Regions from separate parts of the Xenopus laevis genome. Here region 1 is linked to region 2. Evidence: chromatin contacts called from public Hi-C data. All regions are on one chromosome and are shown on one strand. The core of a region is the stretch at or near the end of the contact, and the rest is flanking DNA. Distances in the headings are between cores, read along the strand shown. Region 1 has its middle 140 kb from the start of sulf2.S. Region 2 overlaps sulf2.S (extracellular sulfatase Sulf-2).

Evidence for each region. Hi-C and Micro-C count contacts between places; a contact is called where the count stands out from the background.
Region 1: a contact with region 2 is called in a Hi-C map of the XL177 cell line, with 6 times the contacts expected there. The contact joins two enhancer-like sites. A contact is called at or near these places in 3 of 4 Hi-C or Micro-C datasets (the XL177 cell line, the XTC cell line and animal cap).

The regions. Positions count from the first base shown.
Region 1 is chr9_10S:8,939,366-8,942,709 of Xenopus_laevis_v10.1, reverse strand. No RefSeq gene overlaps it. Among protein-coding and RNA genes, the nearest start is that of sulf2.S, 140 kb to the right of the region's middle. Within about 2 kb of position 1,384, at least 1 of the 7 cell types and tissues checked has an H3K27ac peak or open chromatin away from gene starts, as enhancers often do.
Region 2 is chr9_10S:8,693,134-8,696,425 of Xenopus_laevis_v10.1, reverse strand. It overlaps sulf2.S (extracellular sulfatase Sulf-2), which reads left to right. Exons shown (of 22, transcript XM_018238155.2): 8 at 1,417-1,592; 9 at 2,562-2,690. Among protein-coding and RNA genes, the nearest start is that of ncoa3.S, 55 kb to the right of the region's middle. Within about 2 kb of position 1,850, at least 1 of the 7 cell types and tissues checked has an H3K27ac peak or open chromatin away from gene starts, as enhancers often do.

The DNA.
Region 1 (3,344 bases), core at 135-2,634, 250 kb before region 2:
ATCCACCGCACACCTGTTTTCTCCAAAAACCCAACTGGTGGTTGGGTTGCCACCTGTCTGGTTTTGGCCCGGAAAGCCCGGTAATTTGAAGGGCTGCCTGGGTCAAAATTTCCGCCCCGTTTTCCAAATTAGGAAAACCAGGCAGGATTCCCCATGATTGGCTGATCAATTACCTGACTTTGTCCCATAGCAACTGCAACATATACGGAGCCACATACACACACAATTTATGCAGTTGGGGAGCTTACACCATTTATTGAATCAACATTTTGGGGAAGGGGTACACCTACACCCTCCCTTCATCAGGATCCAGCATATACCTGACAGGAAGGAAGGCCTGCACAGGAAGCGGTAGGAGAGAAGCTGACAGGAAGGAAGGCCTGCACAGTAAGTGGTAGGAGAGAAGCTGACAGGAAGAAGGCCCGCACCGTAAGTGGTAGGAGAGAAGCTGATAGAAAGGAAGGCCTGCATAGGAAGTGGTAGGAGAGAGGCTGACGGGAAGCAGGCCTGCACAGGAAGTTGTAGGAGAGAAGCTGATGGGAAGGAAGTGCTGCAGATGAAGTGCTGCTGTGAGGTAGAAGCAGAGGGAAAGCAAGATGCTTCAGGTTCCCACATATTACTGTGAGTGAAAAGTCAGTAGGGAACCCCAGTGGCAGAAAAGCGCACTCTATTTAGGGTGTGGAAGGAAAGGGGGTCCTTGTCAGGGCTCTGAAGAACAAAGCGTGCTCTTCTCAGGGCACGGAAAGCCAAAGGGAGTTCTTCTCAGGGCTCTGAAGAAACTGTCACATAAGTATACCTCCCAGCTGTCCTGTTTACAAAGTTTCTAAAACTGAAATGGCTTTTGGCAGTGAGCCCAGAATACGTGGCAGGCACACTTAGATACATTTGTTACAATTTACGATAAGCAAAAAAATTTGCGGCATATGTTTTTGTCCCTCTTTCTGTTTTCCAAATGTTGGTAGTATGCCATCCACCTCTCCACTGTGTGTGTGATTGTGGATCAGAGAAGTTCTCAAGGAGGTGTATTATAGCTCAGTCTGTCCTGACCCTGGGTGGAGGCCAAATCATTGAGTACCTGCTCTCCCCTGTAGCGAAGACACAGGACTCCTGTAGCACCACAAGGAAGAAAATCAGTGCTTGATTTCCTGCAGTAGCAGAATAGGGCTACGATAGTAACACAAGTCAAGGTGTCATTCAGCGCCGGGCCAAGCCGACCTAGACGCCCCAGGCAACCCGGCCGGCCAGCCCGCTCCCTTCTCCGTAATCGTCTCAATGTGAGTGCACGCCCAAACTCAACTTGCGCTTGAATGTGCAGTAGCATAGGGGAAGACAGGGGAACGATGGAAGAGCGTCAGATGGGAGGGGAGAGCGTCGGATGGGAGGGGAGAGCGTTGGATGGGAGGGGAGAGTATCGGAGGGGAGGGAGAGCATTGGGAGGGAGGTGAGAGCGTATGATGGGAGGAGAGAGCCATAGAGGGGAGGAAGGAAAGCAGGACACAGGGTAGCAAACAGGGACTAGAGGAAGGTAGAAGATGGTTTTACAGGTATGTGCCTGGCGCCCCCCTGTTGTTGCTCCCTAGGCAGGTGCCTCTTCTGCCTACCCCTAGTTCCCTGGTGTCATTGATATAATGAAAAGGGGCTGATGGGGTAAACAGATGGTAGTCTGAAGTAGTAGGCAGTAATCTGCCTTTATATGTTGGAGCAAATTAAAGAAATTAAGGAAGCAGAGCTGACTGGCACTCAAACGGATCCACAGGATCAGAGATATTCAGTTAAAAAATATTTTTATTAGTAGAAAAATTAAAAATATATCTGCATCTCCATCCACCCTACGCGTTTCGCACCTTTTAGGGTGCTTAGTCATGGGCTCATGGAAGCTCTGCTTCCTTATCTTCTGCTGTACTGCTCCCTAAAGCTGGGGGTCTGGGGCTGGTGCACCCGGACCACTTTCACTGTATGGTGAGTTACTTTACATTTAATTCTGGAGCACCGTGTCCTCCTCTATACATTTGAAGCAAATTAAAGGAAGTTTAAATTCGCCAATTATGACCTCTGAGAACAATATGAATGTTACACAGCAGCTATTGGCAAAGAGTCAGGCCTGGCACCCACCCATTATTGGCTGAGGGGCAGTTGGTATTTATTGGCTACTGGGTTTACTTGCAGGGATTGTCTGGCCCACACATCACTGGCAGAGAGTCCATTTCCAAAGAACAATCAAGCACAAGGTTTAGAATTTACTTTAGCAATTAGATCCATTACATTCCTGATTTGGAGATATCATTGGGTTCTAGCACCCCCAGACTGGGATTGTAGCCCGAAACATAAAGCATATATTTGTTGCTTTTGTTGTCCTTGAATATGGTATAGCAATATTCTTTTGTCCATGCGGCTGAAGCTGAGATAAAATACGTGGATCATACAGATTTACTATTGATTTTCCCTTATTTCCATCCAGAGATCTCTCTAAGCACCCAATCAATAACATGTTAGGGAAAGAAATGGCGGTTGGCGGTTGCAGGCTCACATGTCAGCGATTCCTCATGGAAACAGATGGGCTGTGTCAGGCGCATTTTGATTTAAAAAAAAAAAAAAAAGTTCAATTATTTCCCTACCTGGGAGGATTTAGCTTCTCCCTCCTGCTCGGAATTTCTTGCTCTGCCAGATGATTGGTGTGGACAGTTAATCTACCGGCTATCAGCGGGGATGGGGCACCAAGTGCTCCTTATATGTGTGTGTCACAGTATGGAATCCGCCATTTTAATATAAAGAGCCAAATGGATTTTGTATTATTTTTTTGTCTTGTCGGCTTAATGCTTGTGCTGAATATTATTCCTTTTCAATAAGGATGCTGTGAGCAATTCCAGAGAGTTACTTTTCTCTTTTATGTTATTTACTAGTAAAAAATAAGATAGCTAGAATCTCAGCCACAAAGCAGGGCAGGACTGCTGCTTACAATGGGGATCAGATAGGATCTGTGCAGCCACTGGGACAGAATGCTCTGTTATACAGATAGCTAGAATCTCAGCTGCCATAAAGCAGGACAGGACTACTGCTTACAATGGGGATCAGATAGGATCTGTGCAGCCACTGGGACAGAATGCTCTGTTATACAGATAGCTAGAATCTCAGCTGCCATAAAGCAGGACAGGACTGCTGCTTACAATGGGGATCAGATAAGATCTGTGCAGCCACTGGGACTTTATTGTTCTGTTATACAGATAGCTAGAATCTCAGCTGCCATAAAGCAGGACAGGACTGCTGCTTACAATGGGGATCAGATAGGATCTGTGCAGCCACTGGGACAGAATGCTCTGTTATACAGATAGCTAGAATCTCAGCTG
Region 2 (3,292 bases), core at 601-3,100:
GGAACGTAGCAAAAACATGTACCTGTAACAACATGGCAGCTCCCACCCACATGAGCCAATAATTATTTATTAATAGCGTTAGATTCTTGCCATTCTGACACCAGGGATATCTTAAATATCACACAGAGGGCTACTTAAATATGTCCTTTCTCTTTCTTCCCATTCGCATCCCAACACAATATTGTTGATTTGCATGAAATCTCTTCTATTCCTGTGAGTTATTAGCCAGCCCGCGGCACAGTAATCTGCTTTATTGTTCTCTCTAATGTTTTATTAATCGGCGGAACAGCCGCACAGTGTTTTTATTTACGCACTTAATAAATGGGATGCAAATTCCTACTCTCGTCTCATTGCTCCTTAAGGCTTAGTGATGCTCTGCGCTCCCAAGTTCCGCCCAATCAGCTTCTTTGTTATTTATTTCAATTGGGCCCCGTGTTACTGTCTCTATGGGCATTTCAGATGAAGTTTGACGTACAGTGCATGCTGGGATTCCTGCAGCTTTTCCCTGGGAACCTGATAGGACTTCAAGTCCAAGACCCTTACACAGCTGTCCCAAATACTCGTATTTAGGGTGAAGGGAACAATTAGGGGGCTCCCTGGCAGAGAGGAACCAAGAGATTTAAAGGTCCAATGTGTTGGCCTCAAAAGTGTTGGCTTGCAGAGGAGTGATGGGGTTTGAACCTGCCATAGACAGGTTTGGGCATAATGGGGTGGGACTGGTGGATCAGGACATGGTCTGGTGTATAAATTGGGGTCTTATTCAGGATCCAGATGGTCGGTGGCCTAATAATCCCAAGCTCCCCTGGGGGTTGTCCTTCTAAGTAATAATTTTGGAGCCCCATCATGTTGGTTCAGAGCATGGCCTGTTGTAAAATATAATTGGGCTTTTATTTGTTTTCCATTGGGGCCCCTTTCAGCAGGGACTAGGGGATTGGTTGCTTTATAAGCCCAGGCCCCCTGGAAGGGGTGTGTCCTGCTAAGTAAAGATTATGGGGTCCCATGATTTTTGGTGGAGGCTTTATAACAACCTTTTGCCTGATCTGCCCTTGGAGGAACGATGCAGTCAGGGGAGGGAGAAATTGAAGGACACGGACATGAAAATATGGGGTTTGGAATTGGAATTGAGAGCAGGAGATAATGATACATGGCTAGGGGCTGAGAGAGAAGAGAAAGGGTAGAAAATGAATGAAAGTGGTTGGGTATTGTTTTTGATTGTCTAATGGCATTAGGATTGATCCCTGGACCTGCTACTACCCTTATAGTATTATACCAAATCCTATGCTGATGGTGGAATCCCCTTCCCTCCATAGTCAGTTGTCCTGTACCATGGAACATGTGTTGTGCCTAATAATGGCAACCCCCAGCAGTCTATTATCAATTAGATATATATTTATTTATATCGGGTTTGTTCTTCAGGTTTACAACATGCTGGTTGAAACTGGGGAACTGGAAAACACCTACGTCATTTACACCGCTGACCACGGGTATCACATCGGGCAGTTCGGATTGGTCAAAGGAAAATCAATGCCTTACGAATTCGACATCCGAGTTCCCTTCTACGTCCGTGGACCAAATGTGGACGCAGGATCTTTGTATGTAAAGTGCGATTTTATTTGGGGAGAGGGCTTAGATATAATATAGATATAAATACACACACAAGGTTATGTCATTTGGCAGTAGTGATGGGAGAATAAATTCGCCAGGTGAAATTTGCGAAAAATTGATGGAGTCAAAAAAGTCGCTCCCGTCAAAACCGTTGCGCGTCAACATAAATCCCATTGATGCGAGCGTCAAAATTCAGGTTTCGCTAATTTTTCGCCGTTTCACAAATTTCGCAGGAAATTCGCAAATTTTTCTGCAAAGCGAAACGGGACAAATTCGCCCATCACTATTTGCCGGTGCATATAGCTGACGGCACAGGCTGGCGTCTGTGTGGCAGGAAGACAAAGTATTGATCTGTTATTATCTATAGATGGAGCCACATTATTCCCTGGCTGAATAACATTATGATCACTGATACCGACCCAGTCCCACATGGAAAGAGAATTTAAAGGGGCAGTATATGGTTATATAAACCTTCGTTCCTCCCACAACCCAAACGTGATAGAGACCTTACATTATAAACTCTACTAGGGCAGGGACTGATGGGAATAAGGTTGCCACCTGGCCAGTATTTTTCCCGGTCGATCCCAATGTTATTAATAGGGAAAAAAGATAGATATATAGGAAGGCCGGTATTTTTGCTTATTCTGGGAGCTTTGTAATGGGAGGAGAATTATTTAGCCCCACTCTCACTCCCATTACAGTTACACATAACAAGCCCCTCCCACTCTCTTTGCTCCTTTAGCTACATTGCCTAAAAATATAGTGTTATATGTATTTTCCCATCAGCCTTTGGAGAAGATTCTCCTTGGTGTATCTTATCTTCTGCTGCTCTTGAGACCATTCCTTTCACCTTCACAGGAGACCGTGTACATCAAGGAGCTTCCCCGGGACCCACAGCGATGCATTTATCTGAAACAAATAAATAACAAAGATGTTTTATATCCTATTTACTTTAGGAATCCCCACATTGTACTGAACATTGATCTGGCACCTACAATCCTAGACATCGCCGGCCTGGACATTCCACCAGAAATGGACGGCAAGTCGATTCTGAAACTGTTAGAGACTGAGAGACCTGTCAATAGGTGAGAAGCACCCCCCCCCGATCTCTGATGGAATGCTCTGGGCACACAATAAGCTATACCCTCATACTGTACTGTCTAAGGGAAACAATATGGCACCTCCTTCCCATATGTATAAATACAAATATACAGAGAAGGAATGTTCTGGGCACACAATAAGCTATACCCTCATACTGTACTGTCTAAGGGAAACAGTATGGCACCTCCTTCCCATATGTATAAATACAGATATACAGAGCAGGAATGTTCTGGGCACACAATAAGCTATACCCTCATACTGTACTGTCTAAGGCAGGGATCCCCAACCTTTAGAACTCGTGAGCAACATTCAGAAGTAAAAGGAGTTGGGGAGCAACACAAGCATGAAAAATGTTCCTGGGGTGCCAAATAAGGGCTGGGATTGGCCATTTTGTAGCCCTTATGTGGATTGTCAACCTACATTGAGGCTCTGCTTGGCACTGCACCTCGTTTTTATGCAGCCAAAACTTGCCTCTAAGCCTTGAATTCAAAAATAAGCTCCTGCTTTGAGGCCACTGGGAGCAACATCCCAGGGGTCGGAGAGCAACATGTTGCTCACGAGCTACTGGTTGGGGATCACTGGTCTA